2 separate regions of the Sus scrofa genome follow, and region 1 is linked to region 2. A link is a contact called in public HiChIP or PLAC-seq data. All regions are on one chromosome and are shown on one strand. The core of a region is the stretch at or near the end of the contact, and the rest is flanking DNA. Distances in the headings are between cores, read along the strand shown. Region 1 overlaps LOC106505256 (a long non-coding RNA gene). Region 2 overlaps LOC106505250 (a long non-coding RNA gene).

Region 1 (4,610 bases), core at 1,971-4,470, 550 kb after region 2:
CTGGGGCCACCTTGTGGCATCAAACTCCCCTGAAGAACATGTGTAGGGTTCTTCCAGCTTCACTTTATTGGGAGGGGCCTCCCCTCCCACAACATTCTGACCACCTGGTCCCGCTAACCATGGTCTGGTTACCATGGTTTCATGGTCTGTGCTAGATTCTTACTCCTGTCCCTGCAGGAGGATGATGCATTTCCACCCTGTTGCTCTCAGGCTTGACCATGAAACGTGGGAGCAAAAGTGACAGGTGCCACTTTGGGGGCATCACTAAGTGGCCCACGTGCTCCCTTTCCTCTTTGCTCTGACAACGAGGGGCTGCTCGCTCAACCTGGGTCAGGGGGTGAAGATGGCCAGAGCTGGGCCACAGCCAACCAGGGATGAACATGCAGCAGAGAGAAAACTCCTGTGTTTCCATCACTGAGAACAACCTAGAGAGAAGGACAGACGTGAGAAGGCATGAGGACGTCCCGGGAGCCCTCGAGGTTATAGTGCCCATCTCTCCTGAGGCTCCTGGATTTGCCCTGCCTCATCCCTTTCTGAAGCCCAATTCCTTGATTCTGTAAAGTAGTGTCTTTCTTTCTTAATAAATCTTTTGCTTTAAGTTTACTTGAGTCAGGTTCTACCACTTACAATAAGAATAGTAAAAATAATAACACTAATAATTTAATTAACATAAATGATGACTATGTGCCGAGTACTTCATATTTAGAGACTCATTTCCATAGTCACCCACTTCCAAGAGAAGAAACTGAAGGACAAAGAGAGAGCCCAGTAAGTTGCCCAAGCCATTCAGCCCTTAAGGAGCAGAGCTGAGATTTGAACTTGAAATCTGATCACAGGCCTGCACCCTTAAGCGTTAAGGATTAGGGCTTCTCTCCAAAAGGATCGAGGTGGTCCTCCTGTGAGCAGCCTCTTAGCCTCCCTTGCTTAGGGCAGACATCTCCACATCTATAACCTGTACTCAGCTTATAACTGCTCCCATCTTAGCCACACGAGACCATCTCAGACCCAAGAAGGTTTTGTGGTGATAGGATCTTGATCTACTTCCAAGCCTTATTGATGGAAAATCCAGATAGTCTCCCATGCTTCCCCTACCTTGTCAGCCAAAAGTTTTTGTAGCAATGAAAATATAAGGAGAAAAGGAATTTCACTAGATTGGAAGAAGTGAGATCCAGCCATCCTTTAAGGCATTGAGAATGCTGATAAAGATCCTGGTTAAAAACAAAAGCACTAATATTGCTCTCTCTCTCTATGTATATACACACAATATATATTGTATATATCATCTACAATAATTATACACACACACACACACACACACAGCGTCTACAGAGTTCTTTACTGAGAGCTTCTGTGGCAGCAAAGTTTGTGATAAAGAACTGTCTTCCTGCCAGCACAGAGAGAGGCTTTGAGGCATAAACAGTCACACGCTGGCTCAGAGGGGACCAGAGTATTGGGACCTGGGCACTTGGTGGTACTTGAGTGTAGTTTTTTTCCTCTTTCAATTTTTTTGTGATTTTTTAAAAACTTAGAGTTGATTTGCCATGTTGTGCCAATGTCTGCTGTACAGAAAAGCAACCCAGTCATACATGTATGTACATTCTTTTTCTCATGTTGTCTTCCATCATGGTCTATCCCAAGAGACCGGATATAGTTCTCTTCTGTACAATAAGACCTCACTGCTTATCCACTCTGCATGGAATGCTTTGCCTCTATCAACCCAGTTGGGTGTACTTTTAATCTCTCTTGTGATCAGCTAGATTAGATACCTCCACCAGTCACAGCAGATGCCCAAGTATTTTTGAATAAATTAAAATAAGAATTGCCTCCATATACTGAGCACTGTGCTGGGATTGGGCTAAGTGTTATACTTACCTTGTCTTCATCCTTCTGGGATAGTTAGTTTTGTCAGCTTAGCCAGGTTATAGTACTCAGTGATTTAATCAAAGTCTAAGCTAGGCTTTACTGTGAAGGTATTTTGCAGATATGGCTAATATTTACTATTGGTTGATTTTAAGTAAAGGAGAGGCCCTCCTCTGTAAGATATGGGCCTCATCCAATGGTTAAAAGGCCTTATGAGCAAAAGCTGGGGTTTCTTAGAGAAGAAGAAATCCTGCCTCAAGACGGCAGTTTCAACTCCTGCCTTAGTTTCCAGCCTGACCCCTGGCATCTGACTCGCCAGCCCCCATAGTCGTGTGAGCCACCTCTTTAGAATAAATCTCATAATATATACGAGATGTTCTGTTTGGGGGGAGAAGCCTGATACATCGTCTAACAACTCTACGATTAGCTCCACTTTTCAGCCGAGGAATCTGGGGCCCAGAGATGTTGAGTTTGGAGATTTCCTCCAAGTCGCAGCATTAGTGAGAGGTGGAGCTGTCTGTTTCCAGAACCTGTGGTTTAAATGCCTTGATCCATGGCCTCACCAGAGCAGCCAAAATAAACGAAGTCCAGCCCAGGGAGTTCCCATTGTGGCTCAGCAGAAATGAACCCAGCCAGGATCCGTGAGGACCGGGGTTCAATCCCTGGCTTTGCTCAGTGGGTTAAGGATCCAGCGTTGCTGTGAGCTGTGGTGTAGGTTGTAGACGTGGCTCAGATCCCTCATTGCTGTGGCTGTGGCTGTGGTTGTGGCCAGCAGCTGCATCTCTGATTCAAAGTCCAGCCAGGGAGTCTTGGAGAAATGAGAGCTGAAGTAGGTATGTCGGCATTGTGGTCCTTCCTGAAGGATTTGCAGTAGTTTGGGACTCTTGATTCTCAGAGAACCAATTTCTTCACAGCCTTGACGTCGCTAATATGCCAATTCTGGAGAATGGTTGGCACCCTCAAGTCTTCTGGCCATAGCCAACTTGTGTGCGTCCTGGCCAGCCTGGTCCCCGGCCACCCCAGCACAGCCGTTCCCCACTGAGGTGCAGCTGCTGCCTGGCCCGTCTCCCCGCTTTTCTGTCTTGAGGGCGGGCCCACGTGCTCATCTCCCTCACCAGGGCATCCCAGGCATGCGGCTGGGTGCGTGGCACGCACTCCTCCCCCGTAAGCTTGTGTTGAAGGAAGTCTTGAATGGCTGCGGTGAATGTTTCCACTTTGCAGAGCGATTTGAACTTGTCTCCACCCTCCATTTCTGGGAAGGTGCTGACAAGGGGCCAATAGCCCCATGACCTTGTGGAAGTAAGTCTCAGGTTTCGGTGGCTGGATGAGCTGCCAGTGACTGAACAGGCAACCTGCTGCTCTGATCAGCGAAGCCCTTGCCCAGGGCCTCCACTGGCCGGGAAGGCGAGGCCAGAGAGCTGTGCCCGGGAAACCTGCGCTCACCGCACGCCCCTTGGAGCCTGTCTTCAGAATCCATAAACTGGGGGCAGATTCTCAAGGGCCTGTGTCAAGTACATAACAAGGGCAAACCTTTAGAAAATGAGCCTTCCTTTAGCCTCGGGAAACATCCTCAAGACTGGCAGAAACTGGCCTCAGGATAGAGGGAGCTGGGCCAGGCCGAGGTGGGGAGCACTGGGTGTTTGTGCTGTGACTGGCAGGCTGTCACCAGAGTTGGCTGGGGAATTCTCACAGGGCCGAGTGATCTGGTGTCACGTCAAATCAGGATCACGGAAGAGAGCCCTGGCCTGGTAGCTTGATGTTCAAGGCAAGTCCTTAAACGCTCCAGCCTTCATTTCATTATTAGGATAATTGGTCGGGGGCCTCCCTGGATTTTAAGACAGGATTGCCTCAAACCTCCACTTGGATGGCTTGGAGGTCCAAAGTCCTTGCTGAGTTTGTGCAAAGCCCTGGGCCTCCACCCTCGGTTCTCTCTCCCTCTCACTCGGCAGTAACCTGAATCCCAAACTCAGCATCTTGTGTCACCTCCCTGTGCCCTGCACTCTTGCCAAGATCTGTCAACCACGAGGTGGTGAGCATGTGGGGCCCACACTAGCACCACCTCCACCTCCACCCACTGCTGGTGCTACACCCAAGACCTTGAAACTTCGGGCAAAGCCAGGCAACCCTGCCTCTGCTCTGAGACGGGGCCCCGGTTGGTACCAGGGCGCCTGTGTGCTCCCATCTTCCAGAGCATTGGCTAAACCATCAGCCCCCAAGATGGCAGCCTGGGAGACCAAGCTGGTATCCGTCGCCTGGCCATGTGCAGAACCACCTTTCCTGCTTCCCTCTGACCCCAGGGGTGCGTGTGGAACGTGGTCGCGGTTTATGGTTCTGTGGTCCCAACATGTGGGATGAACACTGGGGTGGACGCAGCTCAAGGTCAAGGGCCTCCACTGCAGAGGAACAGGCAAATGAACCAGGAGAACGATGCCAAGGCAGGTTCCAGAATGGACCAGCTGGGTGACCTAAGGCAAGGCTCCAACCTCTCGGAGCTTCAGTTTCCACTTCACGTGGCAGAAGATCCATGTTTTCCGTCCCTTCCACAGGTTGTGTGAGGCTGGCCTGAGCTCACACCTGTGAAAGAGCACACTTTATTTCACACTTCGTCTCACTATAAGGTGTTAGAAAAACACACAGCATACAGAGGGGACTTATTTTTCAATGTTCAGATTTAGGATTCTCCCCGCCCTGCCTGGCATCAAAGTGTGTGGGAGATGAGCTCAAATTTTGTCTTTTTTTTTTTTTTTTTT
Region 2 (4,118 bases), core at 765-3,264:
GCATCTGCTATGTGCTGGGCTGTGCCCAGCCCTAGGGACACAGAAAGGGTGGCGAAACGGGGCCGCAGAAGTTGTCTGGAGACAGCAGGACCTGGGTCCAGAGGAGCCGGCCAGCCAGCTTCCCTGAGCCTCCCTGTGCTGCAGGGGGAGCCTGCGCTGCAGCACCCCCTGGAGGCTGGACGAGGCTGTGCCGTCGAGGAGCCCGTTCATGACACTCACTTCAATGGGCGTCTATCAACCTCTAGGATGCGCTGGGCGGTCCTGGGATCCTGAGGGGCACTGATGACTTTTAAAAAGGTCTCAGCCCTCACAGATCTCCTATCAAGACCCCAGGGAATCTGCAGTCTGCCACCTGAGTATTTTCTAATCCTTCTTGATCTAAGAAGATTCCAGTGAAAGCCAGCATCTGCCTCACACATGGGCCAGGAGGCAAAGCACTCGGCCTGCCCTCTCCCTTGGGACGTGGGGCTGTCTCCTTCCTCATCTGCTGGCAGCTCGAGGCTGGTCGGAGGCGGGGGGCCGCGTGTGGACAGTGTTGGGGAACCATGGGTCCTGAAGGGAGGAGCTGGGGGAGGGCTGTGTTCTGAGGCCCCAATTATCTTCTCGAGAATTAGGAAGATGTCTCGACGTCTCAAATTCTCAGTGCAGCAAAAGGATAAACACAATATACTCTCTCTTTCAAAGCGCTGGACACCTAAGGGCCCAGGGCCGATCTCAGAGGTTCCTGCTGGGCAGCCACCCTCGGGTGCGGAAGAGGCAGGCCTGGCAGGAGGACCCAGCTCCTGCCTGAGGCCACCACCGAGCTGCCCGCTCCTGGGGAGACAGACACGGAGGTGACCTGCACGGTCCTCCTGGGGAGGATGGACTGACAGTGGCCGGGCAGAGGCACAGAGGAAGGGGACAGCGTCTGGTCAGGGAGGCCCTGCTGGCCTGGCGGGGCCGGCATTTCACATTCTGGAGGAAGAGGGGGCGAGGCCTGTGTCTTCAGGTGTGATTAGAGGAATATACTATATTAGGGAACAGAAAAGGAACGATATTGGGGAACAGGAATGGAGGCAGAAGGCAAATGCCATCTCAGAAGGGATTCAGGACCAAGAATCTAGGCCACGGTATCTCGGCCTTGGCCCTCTGGACATTTGGGGCCAGGCACTGAATTCTTTCCAGGGAGTACGGGGTGTCCTATGCCTTGTGGAACATTTCCCAGCATCCCTGCCCTCTGCCCATGAGCTGCCGTAGCACCCGCCACCCCCAGCTTTGGCCACCAAAACCGTCTCCAGATTTTGCCAGATGTTCCCTGAGGATGAAATCAGTCCTTGCTGAGAACCACCGGCCTGGCTGTTTCCTGGAGCCATCTCCCCCGACATCTGCCAGCCCGCTCTTAGGGTCCCTGCCTCTTATGCCGGGACTTCCCTGGGCGTTGGCCTTGAAACCCCCACGTCCCCTCAGAGGCAGGTGAACGGGGACTGGTACCTCCTTGTCCGCAGGAGGCTGATCCCATCCACCCGCCCCCCACCCCCTGCAGCCTCCCTCATTCTGCTCTTCGCCGTCTTGGTCCCACAGCGCTGCGGCTTCTAACCCATTATTCACGTTCGCCTGTTACCGGCTGTCCCTCCACCCGCCCCGCCCCCACCCCCACAAGCTGCTGTGCGGCCAGGACCTTTGCTTATTTCCCAGATGTGTCCCAAGTGCCCACGACAGTGTCAGGCGCAGGATATACGCTTGACACACACTGCTGCACGAAGGGTCAGGCCTCTGAAAACATTATGAGCATCTGTGACCTTGGCTATTTTCACTTTCCAGCATGTTGGCAGGCTGCCTGGCAGTGCTTAGCAAGAAAACCTTCACACGAGCAGGGCCTGGTATCTCTGGGACAGCTGAGATCCTGCCTCTCTGCTGCCGACGGGGAAGGGGTGTCGGGAAGGGGTGCCAACGACCGAGCAGCCCAGGGTCCTGGTAACGCAGCAGGTGAGTTCCCTGGCCCGTGACAAGGATGATGAGGGGAGAGCCTGGAGCCTGCCCTGGGGAGACCAGCGGCCACACCGATGCCACCCGGCTGTGCCCAGGCTGGCCCTTGGGCCTCCCCTGGACCCCTCCCTCCCTGATCACAGCCCCTGCCAAGTCCAGGGGGACAAGGACGAAGCAGTTGCAAGGCAGATGCTTCCTTTCTCAGTTTTGGTATTAAATCCAGGTGTTAGGATCGTGGATGATTTTGACTTTTCTGTATTTTTTTCAGTTTTACCGCAATGAACTTGTTTAATGGCGAGAAAAAAAAAATAGGGAAAAATAGAAACTTTACTCAGTTTGTGATTTTTCACCTTGACTGGTCTAAATAAAGCTGCAGGGCCTGGCTCTCCCGTGGGACACTTTGAGGTATGTCTGAAGGCCACTTCCCCCTGAGCCCCCCACTGTTTGCTAGGGGACTCAATGAGCAATCTTTGAGATGGACTGTTGGCTTTTTTTCTTTTTACGGCAGCACCTGTGGCAAATGGAAGTTTCCTCTGATTCAACAGGACACCCCCCGCCCCCCATGGGGAAGAATTCAATACCTGGCCCCAAATGTCCGGAGGGCCAAGGCTGAGATACCCTGGCCTAGATTCTTGGTCCTGAATCCTAGTCGAATCAGAGCTGCAGCTGCCAACGTATGCCACAGCCACAAAAACACCAGATCCAAGACGCATCTGTGACCTGTGCCACAGCTTGTGGCACTGCCGGACTCTTAACCCACGGAGCAGGGCCAGGGATCAAACCCGCATCCTCACAGATACAACACTGGGTTCTTAACCTGCTGAGCCACAATGGGAACTCCTGGACTGCTGACTCCTCCTTTTACATAAATTGTTTGCAAGGATTAGTGGCACATTCTGGACACATGGTTGAGACTGAGGCCAGACGGCCACTGACAAGAGGCACAGGGAACGGGCTTGTTGTCGGGATAACGCTGACCACCCCCCAAAAGTGAGCCGTGGCCTGTTTGACCTGAACAACTCCACCATCTCTCGAAAGGATCGTGCCAGAGGGAACCTGACTGTGAGGCTCACATTCAATTACTCTCATCATGAAGACGGTAATTAGCCATGTCTGACTTGCTACAAGGGGACAGCCGAGGTCCCAGGTCCAGGCTGGGAGGGACAGACATCCGGGTTTCTCATGAGAGACACCTGCGACACGTACTCACGCCGAGGCCACCCTGAGACCCGCCAGGCCTGGCTTCCACAAGCGCTTTCCTGTTTCTTCTCTGCTCCCTCTCCAGAAGCAGCTCCTCGGCGAGAATCGTCATGACAACCCGCAGCGGGCACTGAAGCAGGCAGAGCGGGACAGAGGGTCTCGGCGTCAGGATGGAAGAGGCTGATGACCACGGGCAGGCAGGCCATGCGGGGCTCCGTGGTGCGAGATCAAAGTGAAAGCTGAAGGTCACGCTGGGTTTCACAGTCGGAGGCTGGGTTAGGGGCTTCTCCACGCAGAGGCTCTGGGCCCCCAGCGCGGTCTGGAGGAAGCTCCGAGCCTGCGTGGGGCTGGCCCCACCCTGCTGGCTCCTGCCTGCTCCGCCAGGGTTAGAGCCTCCCTGTGCCTTCGACCCCGCTGACCTTTGCTCGGACAGACAGGAGCAGTGCCCTTTGACCTGCTACCTGGGGCGGTTGGGGAACACAGGTTGCTGATCTCAGAAGAGCTGTCAGAGCTGCCTCCGGGCCCCCGAAATCCCAGGGCACAGTTTCAGGCCTCGTGGGCAGCTGTTATCTTTGGGAGGGACCAGGGCTGGATGGGCATCGGAGCAGAGTTAGCGGGAGCTGAGTATCTGGCCTGATGAAAGCTGGATGGGCATCTCTCCCGCCGGGCGCGTACCTGTCAGAGGTGCCCGGAGTGGCATGTGCTGGCCACCTGAATGAAGAGGGGGTGGTGCTGGGGAAAGGCAGTAGCTGAAGAAACACCGGTAAGGTGGGGCTTGGTTATAAGTGGGGGCTGAGGAAGCCTGGAGGGTCCAAGGGGAGGCCCAGGCTTCAGGCTGGTGGCACGGGTAGAAAATCAAGAGAAACTATGGTTCTGCTTTTAGAAAGAATAACATCCAGGTAAAGAAAAAATAATTCTGCCTAAATATTCAAAGTTGCAGGCAACCTACAGTA

The links. HiChIP or PLAC-seq counts read pairs in DNA pulled down with a chosen protein or histone mark.
Region 1: an H3K27ac HiChIP or PLAC-seq map of skeletal muscle shows a contact between it and region 2, with 5 times the contacts expected there. The contact joins two enhancer-like sites. A contact is called at or near these places in 1 of 47 Hi-C or Micro-C datasets (embryonic fibroblasts) and 1 of 2 datasets of contacts at active chromatin or transcription factors (skeletal muscle).

What each region holds. Positions count from the first base shown.
Region 1 is chr11:7,501,816-7,506,425 of Sscrofa11.1, forward strand. The region is part of intron 1 of LOC106505256 (a long non-coding RNA gene); the gene reads right to left. Among named protein-coding and RNA genes, the nearest start is that of MEDAG, 41 kb to the right of the region's middle. Within about 2 kb of position 3,221, at least 2 of the 83 cell types and tissues checked have an H3K27ac peak or open chromatin away from gene starts, as enhancers often do. A contact at or near this core is called in skeletal muscle, where this site is marked.
Region 2 is chr11:6,953,682-6,957,799 of Sscrofa11.1, forward strand. All of the region lies in intron 2 of LOC106505250 (a long non-coding RNA gene), which reads right to left. Among named protein-coding and RNA genes, the nearest start is that of KATNAL1, 110 kb to the right of the region's middle. Within about 2 kb of position 2,015, at least 9 of the 83 cell types and tissues checked have an H3K27ac peak or open chromatin away from gene starts, as enhancers often do. A contact at or near this core is called in skeletal muscle, where this site is marked.